Regions from separate parts of the Mus musculus genome. Here region 2 is linked to region 1. A link is a contact called in public Hi-C data. All regions are on one chromosome and are shown on one strand. Each heading gives the region's core, a stretch centred on a gene start, on an enhancer-like site or on the middle of the called end of the contact. The rest is flanking DNA. Distances are from core to core; before and after follow the strand shown. Region 1 has its middle 9.0 kb from the start of Gm23267. Region 2 holds the start of Med30 (mediator complex subunit 30).

Evidence for each region. Hi-C and Micro-C count contacts between places; a contact is called where the count stands out from the background.
Region 2: a contact with region 1 is called in a Hi-C map of the C2C12 cell line, with 5 times the contacts expected there. The contact joins the promoter of Med30 here to the enhancer-like site in region 1. A contact is called at or near these places in 4 of 39 promoter capture datasets (the 3T3-L1 cell line and liver), 7 of 484 Hi-C or Micro-C datasets (the C2C12 cell line, Th1 cells, adipose-derived mesenchymal stem cells and 3 more) and 2 of 115 datasets of contacts at active chromatin or transcription factors (the SCID.adh cell line and bone marrow-derived dendritic cells).

What each region holds. Positions count from the first base shown.
Region 1 is chr15:52,506,130-52,511,247 of GRCm38.p6, reverse strand. No RefSeq gene overlaps it. Among named protein-coding and RNA genes, the nearest start is that of Gm23267, 9.0 kb to the right of the region's middle. Within about 2 kb of position 2,432, at least 2 of the 459 cell types and tissues checked have an H3K27ac peak or open chromatin away from gene starts, as enhancers often do. A contact at or near this core is called in the C2C12 cell line, where this site is marked.
Region 2 is chr15:52,709,797-52,714,914 of GRCm38.p6, reverse strand. Med30 (mediator complex subunit 30) reads right to left here and starts at 2,470. Exons shown (of 4, transcript NM_027212.2): 1 at 2,229-2,470. The coding sequence starts at 2,405.

The DNA of each region.
Region 1 (5,118 bases), core at 1,183-3,682:
TCCCCCACCCCAGCTTCAACTCCCATCTATCTCTCCTTGCCTTTCAGTGCTGGTACATCTGGATCTCAAACTACTGAACTCAGACTCACATCAGTACCTCAGTTCTCTGGTATTTGGGAGAGATTTTCGGGCTCAGCGCACTACAGTTGACAGTATCAGCTTCTGTGGCTGCTTGAAACAAAGCCCACAATAAACCCTGTCATATGGACATATCTATCTATCTATCTATCTATCTATCTATCTATCTATCTATCTATCTATCTATCTATCTATCATCTATCTACCTGCGTATATCATCTATCTATATCTATCTATATATTATAAGTTATGCTTCTCTGTCTAGTGTATTGATGAAGGTAGACTGAAAAATAAGATTATCTTCCTTGATCCCAAGGAATTTATGGAATACTAACCAGTTATTTGTGGAGTCAACAAATCTATATCTATATATCTATATCTATACCTATACCTGTACTTATACCTATACCTCTATCTATATCTATATCTATACCTATACCTATACCTATATCTATGTCTATATCTAAATTTATATCCATATCTATACCTCTATCTATCTATATTTATATTATCTATCTATATCTATCATGGATACCTGTATTATCTATATCATCTATATCTGTATATACTGCTTTGACATATGCAGAGTTTTGATGTTGCAAACTCATATTTTCTAATATACTTCAGGCATCTTAAGTCTAGCTTCTCCAGTAAACCTTATGCCCCAACATCCATGCACCAAGGCCAATATTTATAAATATATCCTAGTACAGGGAGGAACTAAATGACAGCAAGTGGCGTGTGTTTGTGTGTGTGCCAATGGGGAAGCTCTGCTTAGTGACACAACTAGCATTCTAACCACTTTTCCAGTTCCCTAATTTGACAAAGGCACCCTCGGTGCTTACAGGACACAGAGGTACTGTCACCCTTAGATCTGAGGTTCAAAATGCCACTGTGTCAGCTGACTGTGAGCACACACCAGAGCATGGCTTCCTGCAGTCTGGCTCTGGCGTGCCCTCTACTCTTGTCCCTTTGGAAGCTCATACACGTCATGGAGCCTGTTTTCATCCTGCTGTCAGCCCTGGTCTCAGCCTTGTTCCTTCCTCCTGTTTCTCGTGTCTATACATCATTCCAAGCACCGATGCCTTATCAGACTCCTCTAGAAAGCTCTGCTAAAGGAGGCCAGCCCCAGGAGTACTACATCACATCTTCAAAGCCTCCTGACAAAGGAAGAATGTGAAGACTGGGCCACTGTAACTACTTTGATCCTGTAAAATAGATCTTAAGTGTGACTGCTTGGAATCTTTCCCTGGAGGTCCCTCACAGCCGGGTGCCTATGGGACAGTGAAGAAAAGGGGCCGTGGACACAAGTGAAACAAGAGCCACATCAGAACTCTTAAATCCTTCCCCAACCTTCTTGCTTTCTCCCTCCCGGACAAGGTGTGAAAAATATCTAAGAAAATTCCCCTACCCTACAAGGCAGGCATCTGACAGCTTCCAGAACGCTAACCTGAATCTCAGGTATTATTGGCACATTCTTTAATTTGTCCTCGGGGATGTATATAATTAAAGGTTATGAAATTTGGGCAATTATCCAGGCTCTTTCTTCCTAATGGCAGACAGCAAATATTAAAACGGTGCTCGGCATTCACCGCTGCCAGCAGCAGCCGTGTTCTTTTTCGCACGGATCACATTCTTTCATTCCACACTTAATTGGGAATGAAAAAGGTCTTTCATGCTCCTGTTCACCTCTCTGCCTTTTTTTTTTCCACCTCCCTCTCTATTTCTTGAGGGAGGCCTGTGAGGCGTACAATCTTATTCTGTGTCCGCCATTGGTTCGGTGCTGGCTACCGCTTTCCTATCACTTAGCACACCGAGGTTTTCCATTCAAGGGCATGTGGGGATGAGCAAGCCTGTTCTAGGTCCTTTTGATTTGCTTTTAGAGAGATCCTTTGGAAAGTCTGGCTTTGGGGGTTTATTTTTAGAGGCGGTGAGACCCAGACTTCATCGTGCCTTGTAGATCTTACTTGATTCTGCAGCGAGGCTCGGCCCCCACCCTCCTCAAGTACCAACCTATAGCACGGACAAGCTTGTAAGCTTCTAAACCACAGGAGGACGATTCTGATCCTTTCATCACCTGGTCCCAGCGGGGTTTCTCTAACTCATCAAAGGTGAAAGACAGAGAGCGACTGACATGGACAACTGGACCAATATCTATTTGTAGTCCTTTTTTTTTCTTTTTTATTATTATTAAGCTGATGATGGCTTAATAACCCATGACCTTTCTGTCATTCTATTGTTGCCCTGGTGGGATGGGATATGTTGTCTCTCTTTCACAGATAAGGCAAAGGACACTCAGGCTGAATGGACCACACAGTAAGGGATGTGAGCTGAGAGTCAAGCCCAGTGACTTGAATGGAATGTGTATGCTCCATCAACCGAAAGATGACAGACTGCAGCAGCTGACATTTCCAGTAATGACCCAGAAGGGATTTTTTTTTCTCCTTATTAAGCATAGCAGGGTTGAAACGTACTCTTCTTGACTCTGATGTGCCAGATGAATGGTTATTTTTTTTTTTTTAAATAACAGGTTTCACCCTGCTCTGAAAATCTCCTTTCTGACTATGATAATGGGATATGCTCAAGGGGTTCTGTGGAGTGTAATACGGGAGAGGATAGTTGACAAAAATAACTTCACCTCTTTTTGCTTAAGATTCTCTGGTGACTATATACACATGCATGCGCACATATGTACATGCATGTGGTATGTATGAGAATATGCTGATGATCTGTGTTGAGCAATCAGCTTTCTGGGTGATGTAAGATCTTCTACTTGTAGCTTCTTCCAATTTCCATGGTGCAAACTCACTTCTTGTGACTTAATTACTCACCAACATAATAATAAATGTGGGGTCAAGATGAGATGCACAAAATAATCGTTTCCTGACACGATACAGCAGCCCCATCAGCATTCTGGACACAGGTATAAAATGGAGTTCCTTGGCAGGATAGTGTTGTTCACCCAGGGACTTGTACTTGATCCTTCTGAAGATACACCTCTGTGCAGGTATGGCCCAAGAAACTTCAGATCGATCTGCAGAGGAATCTCATTGCTAAGGGCAGTGGTTCCTTATGCTCATCTGTAGACTCCTCTAAGTGGTCCCCAGTCCTTTATCAGTGCTGCCTGATTCTATATCAGTGTCCTCAAAATGCCAGCAGATGAAGTATCTGTTTAATAATAAACTGGTTTCCATTACAGACAACTGGGCATCTTGTCCACATCTTAGACTTTAAGGGCCTGACCTTCCACACCCTCATTTCTCACTGTCTTGTTCACCAGCTCTTTCCAGACATCTCTCACTCATCTTTCATGAGCCACAGTCTGTGAGGCATCCTTGGGCTTTCTCTAAACCACTGCCCTTCTGTATCACATCAGTATGGCACCATCTGGATTGTAAAGTTATTCTGGATGGGTTTTATTAACCCCAAATTTAAGAACATGGAATACATGACAAGCAGCTTGGAAATCCATGTTAACTGCATCCCAGAATTTAAACACCAATGCCAAAGGTGTCCAGAAAATAAAAGTGAAACCATGCATACTTGACACCTTACCTATAATTGCTTGACTAGTCTCAACCTCTTTCCGTGACACACATCACTCCTGTGTTATATTTTGGTTCCTGGCCTGTTCTTTGCTGTTCCTGCTGGCAATTCTCCACTGCCAGCAGGATTCTGAATTCTTGGGGGTTTGTTTGTTTGTTTGTTTTTCTGAAATGGCAGAGCACTTTCTTTTAAACTACTGAGTTTTACATCAATTTCATGCTGGAACACACAGCCTGGTAAAAGACTTCTAAACCGTACTGTCTCTGAATGGAGTGCTGTTATAGCTTTCATGGGAATGAAAGCATTTGCATTAATACGCTGGCTAAAATATTTCTCCAGAAGTGAAAATCGAATCCTCCCTCAAAACACAAGAATTTTCAAGTGTGCACGTATTTAAATAATTTTCTACTAGTTGGACCAAATTTAGGAGAGAAGAAAAAAAAAAAAAAAAAATCTGTGGTGGAGAGTGACAGATCCTGTCTTTCTTCAAGAACGTCGGTAGGGGGAGCTCGTGCTTCGTCATGGAACCTGAAGCCAGGCTCCCAGCAAATGCAGATAGCTTTCAAGTGAGGAAGAGAAGTTTGGGGTGTGAGAGAATAAAAGGAAGGAGAAGAAAAAAGAAAGGAAAGAAAAAAATCCTGAACTTATATTTTTTTATCTAGTATTATCACTATGGTTCATCAAGCTTTGAAAAATGGGAAATGTGTGCTGTCTAGAACAAACTATCAAACTTGCCGGCCTGCCCCACCCTCAGAATACTTTTTCTTTGTCGCCTAGGGTAGCATGGTTTGTAACGAAGGTATAGATTTTCTCTTGTGTGGGAGAAGCTGGCTTCTCTGACCTTACCCAGCGAAGGTGTCGATGCTGATCTGATACCTTTAATCAAATGTGTCTGTAGAGAGAAGTTACGTGACCGGGAGACACAGCAGAGCTGGCTGTGGAAGTTTTGCTGCTGAAGAGGAGATGGAGGGAAGGCAAGAGACCTTTCTCTCGGGTTTGGCTGTGGGAAGGGAAGCACGGTGCAATGCGCTAGATTGTTGGAAGTGTGTGGACTCATCATGTTAGTTTGTCTACATAAAATGTGCCTTTTGCATATCTGTGTTCTGATTCGATGATTGAGGCCAGCTGGAAACCCATAATAGAAATTCAGGCCATTGGACTATCTCTAGACGTCCCCCCCCCCCACCCATTCCCACCTCTAAAAAGCGTGAGCTCACCCCAAACATGAGAAAAAATTTTTGAGAGGAAAGCCGTCATTGTTCTTTCCTAGATATCTTGAAATAAAAAGAAAGTTTTTTCCATGAAAATGGCTTGCTGTGCGATTTTTCTCTGGGAAGTGATCACTTCATATTTAATATTTAACTGAAATTAGAATTACAACAGGATTGCTCATTTTCTTTATTTCTGAAATTCATTTTAAAATAGTCTGCTCATTTAGTGTAGACTTTTTTGGCAAAATAATATAGAAAAACCCGGCATATTCTTCCTCGTATG
Region 2 (5,118 bases), core at 1,221-3,720, 200 kb before region 1:
TATGAATCCATTCACTTGAAACTGCCAAAGAATTTCAAACTTCTCTTTTGAGTCCACTTATCATGGTACTATCTTTGTGTAACATTTCACACTGAGTTACTGATAGAGTGCTAAGAGAGTCCCACAAAACAGAAACACGTTTATAAAAATCGAAGAAGAAAATCTCAATTATCTTTTCTTAAGGCAAACAAAAGCCATAAAATACTCTTTAGGGCACTGTACTGGCTAGTTTTGTGTCAACTTGATACAGCTGGAGTTATCACAGAGAAAGGATCTTCGGTTGAGGAAATGCCTCCATGAGATCCAACTGTAAGGCATTTTCTCAATTAGTGATCAAGGGGGAAAGGCCCCTTGTGGGTGGGACCATCTCTGGGCTGGTAGTCTTGGTTCTATAAGAGAGCAGGCTGAGCAAGCCAGGTGAGGCAAGCCAGTAAGTAACATCCCTCCGTGGCCTCTACATCAGCTCCTGCTTCCTGACCTGCTTGAGTTCCAGTCCTGACTTCCTTTGGTGATGAACAGCAGCATGGAAGTGTAAGCTGAATAAACCCTTTCCTCCCCAACTTGCTTCTTGGTCATGATGTTTGTGCAGGAATAGAAACCCTGACTAAGACAGGCACCCATAGAAGTAAAAGATGTTAACAGGCTCCAGATATGGCATCAATTATACTATGCTGAGTAGCTTTGGGGCAGTCAGTTTACTTCGCTGACCCACAGGCTCCTCAGGAGTAGAACAAAGATGCTTTCTGCATCTTGTAATGTGAGGATAAGCAAGCTCTAAGAACGACTAACAAATGGTACTGTCACAATCTGGAGCCAAAAGATGAACTTAGACCCAAACGGATTGCCCATATCATCCCTTCAGAATCTAGCCAGGAGATAAACACAAGGAGAGATTCAAAGAGCAAAACTTCCACAGGAAACATCCATTGCTTTTTAAATTTTAAGTTTGATACCAAAAGCAAGAACTATGGATGAACAAATCAACAAGTAGGATGCCCTCAAAATGATAAACCCTCTGCTCCTCAAGAAGAAAAGAAATGAGTGGCCGACTTAAGTACCTGGGAAAGTAAAGAGAGACAACAGTAACAAATGACGATAAAGCAGAGGTAAACAAGGACCCTCAGAGATGGAGATTCAAATAGATCAGACACATTAAAAAAATTACACACACACACACACACACACATACATACATAATTCAGCTATTCCACTCTGAAATCAACTGAAACACATTCCCATACAAAAAAATCCATTAAAAAATTTTTGTCATTATTTACAAATTCGTTCATACAGATGAACGAATGCAAAGGCTGCCACGTAGTCACTCAACAAATTAGCAAGAGAAAAAAATAACATAAGTATATGCTGAAAGAACCTGGACCAATAGAGCTCACATGCTATGTGATTCTTATCACATACAACTGGAAAAACACTAACACTGGCTCCCTGGGGATGGAGGCAAACATGCCACGGGATGCAAGGAAACTTCTTGGATAACACTTGTTTTCACTCTTGCAACTATGATAAGGTCACAAGTATATTCCTAAACATATGCCATAACTTTACATTTGCACAGCTTACTGTAGTCTAGTTAAGTCTAGAAAGGGGTTACACTATTGTCTGAATTCTTCAGCTTCGGGGCATCTCCTTCAGGAGAAATTTTGCTCTAAAATTTTTAAAGTAATTTTAAAAAGCAAGTACAGCGTGATCCATTTGAACTTTGAAAAGCACGATGGGGTTGGGGGACAGATATGCTTGTGACACTTCTAGCGGTAATGAGCATAGCTAGTATAGGAGTCGCCTGGGGTGGGGGAGAGACGCATGCTGGGTAACAGTTCTGGGGAAAATAGGGGTGACCATGTCTGGAATCGCTCATGTCAGATGGCAGACTCATGCTGGGGACATTGGCATAACGGGGTGTCCACCCGTCGTAACCCTGAGCAAGAGATAGATGCACGGTGGGGACTTTGGGTATAAGGGGGTGTGTCCATGCCTGAGGGTTTTCCAGGGCGTGAGACAGACACATACTGGGAACCAAGGGTGTAAAGCAGGATGGCCAGCCTGAGGTCTTCCAGGTATGGGGTAAGGAGGAGGTGGGACCTCCACACCTGCGGCCTCTCAGGGCAAGGGGATACACGCTGAGGACCTGGGGTGTAGAGGCGACCCGGCCACCCTGAGGTCGCCCGCGGAGGCCCGCTTTCACCAGCTCTGTCACCCCAGGCGCCCACCTGCATGTTCCTGAGCAGCTGGAAGATCTCCATGGTGCGGTACACGATGTCCTGCACGGTCTCCTGCCCGATGCGGCACAGCGTGGCCGTGTTGACCTCGCGCGCGGCCTGCTGAGCCTGCGGGCCGCCGAAGGGCCCGGACGCCATGCCCGTGGGCGCCAGCGGAGGGGTGGACATGGCACCCCCGGCGGCTCGGGTCCGGCGCGAGCCCACTCGGCCGATTTCAAAAAAGCGGCGCCACTTCCGCCCGCCGCGATGCAAGCGCTGTACCGGAAGACTGGCGCCTCGCGGAGCCTGACGCGATTGGGCTCCGCAGTTGGGAACGGTAAGACAGACAGGAAATTACCCAATCAGAAGTAGAGTTCTGCCCAGGGGGCGGTACCAGTGATAGATGGGGTGGGCTTTCCCAGAGTTCTGTCTGTGCCCTAAGTTGTGTGTCTGGCTGGTTCTCTGCTTCTGTTGGGTTCTTGCAGAGCATTCTTTCTCATAACAAACCTATGAGACATGTCTAATTACAGATAGGATGCAGGTTCAGAGGGCTTGAACTAGTTGTTGCACTGGCAATCTTCTGTTCAAAGTCAGAAAACATGATTTCTGTTCTTGTACGCTTCTGGGTAACAAGAAACCCACCACCAGGATTGCTTTTGTTCCCTGTTTGAGTATTTTCCAAGTTCCTCTAAGTAATACACCTGTAGACATGCACTACTTTCTGATTGTGAAACTCCAGTAATAATCCCTCCCCAATGTACATCTGAAATTGCAGCCCCAGATACTTCTCTGCATTTCCCATACATGTCTACAAAATATTAATATGTAAATTAGACACAGTAAGACATTAATGGTAATGTAAATATAGCAATATATTACAGTTACTCCTAACTTGACTGTGCTAACTATTCCTAACTATGCTGTGCCCAGGATAGAAATAGCATAGTAAAAAGTTCAGTAGAAGCTGCCCTCATAGAGAATAAACATTAATTACTGTGATGACTGTGTTAGGATGAGAGCCCAAGGTCCTGACGTCAGGGTGCTCTTTAGTGGACCTTGTACAAGATGAAGGGAGTAAATCTGGGTCTTAAAAATAGATGAAAATGGAGCACTAATTACACCCAAATTGTAGCTTTGGAGACCCAGAAGCCATCACCAACACTTGAGGGAATGCTTTTATTATGGTGAGTATTGGGAAATATGATAGAAGACAGGTAAACAATGGAGGATCTAAAACCATGTAAGGACACTCTGACTGAGCGACAAAGCACATCATAGAAGTGTTTCAAGGAGACAGATCTAAACGTGAAATCTTCAGGACAGATTTAACTGGCTGTTCAGTGGAGAGAGGCTGGTGAATGGTGAGTGCTGCTTCCCTCCTCTTGAAGTTATTGATGCAGATGATCTGAATTAGTGAAGGACTCAGTGGGCGACTTGTTAGCGAAAATCTACAGAACCTGATGTTGTTATAGATGGGTGCATCTGGAGAAGAAGGAATAAAGAGAGCACCTACTTGTGACCTGAATAAATGGTGGAGCTTCTGCCATATCCAAAGAGAGGGAAGAAAAATCAAATTTCAAAGAAGCAGTTCATTCTGTTGTTTTCCTAATGCCTTGATAAAGCATTACCCCAAACTAACATTTTTAGAGCTCAGACACCCAAACCAACTTCAAGGTGGTGGCATGGCTGTGTTCTTTTCTAAACTACCAGGGACTTTCCAATATCTTGTCTTTTCCAGTTTCTAAGGGCTACATGCATTCTGGGTCTTACAGTTCCTTATTAGCTCAAAATGGATTTCTACCATATTTGAGGTCACCATACATTGCTACAAAAAGAGGAATTAGTCTTTGACCAACATTTATGAGAATGGAAAAAAATAGATCAAAACCATTTCCCCCTCAAGGTTCTCTTACAGTGAGTGCTACCTCTGCTTTTTTTCTGCTTCTCCCTTCTCCAGTCAAGGATCTTATGTTTGTGTTAAAATGACCCAAATAATTCAGGCTACCTTCTGATTTTAAGGTTAGATGTCCTGCAACTTCAGTTCTATTTACTACTTTAATCTCCAGCCTCCTTGTCATGTAATACATATTCACAGCTTCAGAGGATTGGGAGGTAAAAATTTTGGGGAAAGTGGCTGTGGTGGTTTGAATATGCTAGGCCCATAGGAAGAGGCACTATTAGGTGTGGCTTTGTTGGAGTAGGCGTGGCCTTGCTAGAGAAAATGAGGCACTATGAGCTTTGAAGTCCTATGCTCAAGCTCCATCTTTCATGGAAGAAAGCCTCCTCCTGGCTTCTTGTAGAAGACAGTCTTCTTCTGGCTGTCTTTGGATCAACTTTGTCTTTGGATCCTTCTCCAACTCTATGTCTGCCTATATGCTGCCTTGCTTCCTACTATTGTTACTACCTGCCGCCATTCCAAACTAGTGGTTTCAGAGGGATAAAAGCAGATAGGGGTGGTGGCTGGAGCACCAAGCTGAGAGTTCCCATCTTAAACCACAAACAAGGCACACACACACACACACACACACACACACACACACACAGAGAGAGAGAGAGAGAGAGAGAATAGCAACTAGAAATGGCATGAGTCAAATTCTCAAAGCCCACCTTTAATGAGACACTTTCAACAATAAGACCTCACTGCCTAAGTGTCCCCTAAACAAGTATCACCACTGTCCAAATTCCAAAATATGGGGATCCTCTTATTCAAAGCACCCAACAATGTATCAGCATTCAGTGGTTTCAAGCTGCAGAGATGTTTCCGTGAGTTCAAAGCTCAACACAGGTTCTGCCATCCCAATAATGCTCTGCATGCAATGTCATGCTTCCCCTAAGTCCTGGAGAATGTTTCTGTTCACATCACTAGAAACCCAGTGCCTTGTGTTAATAGGATGACCAATAT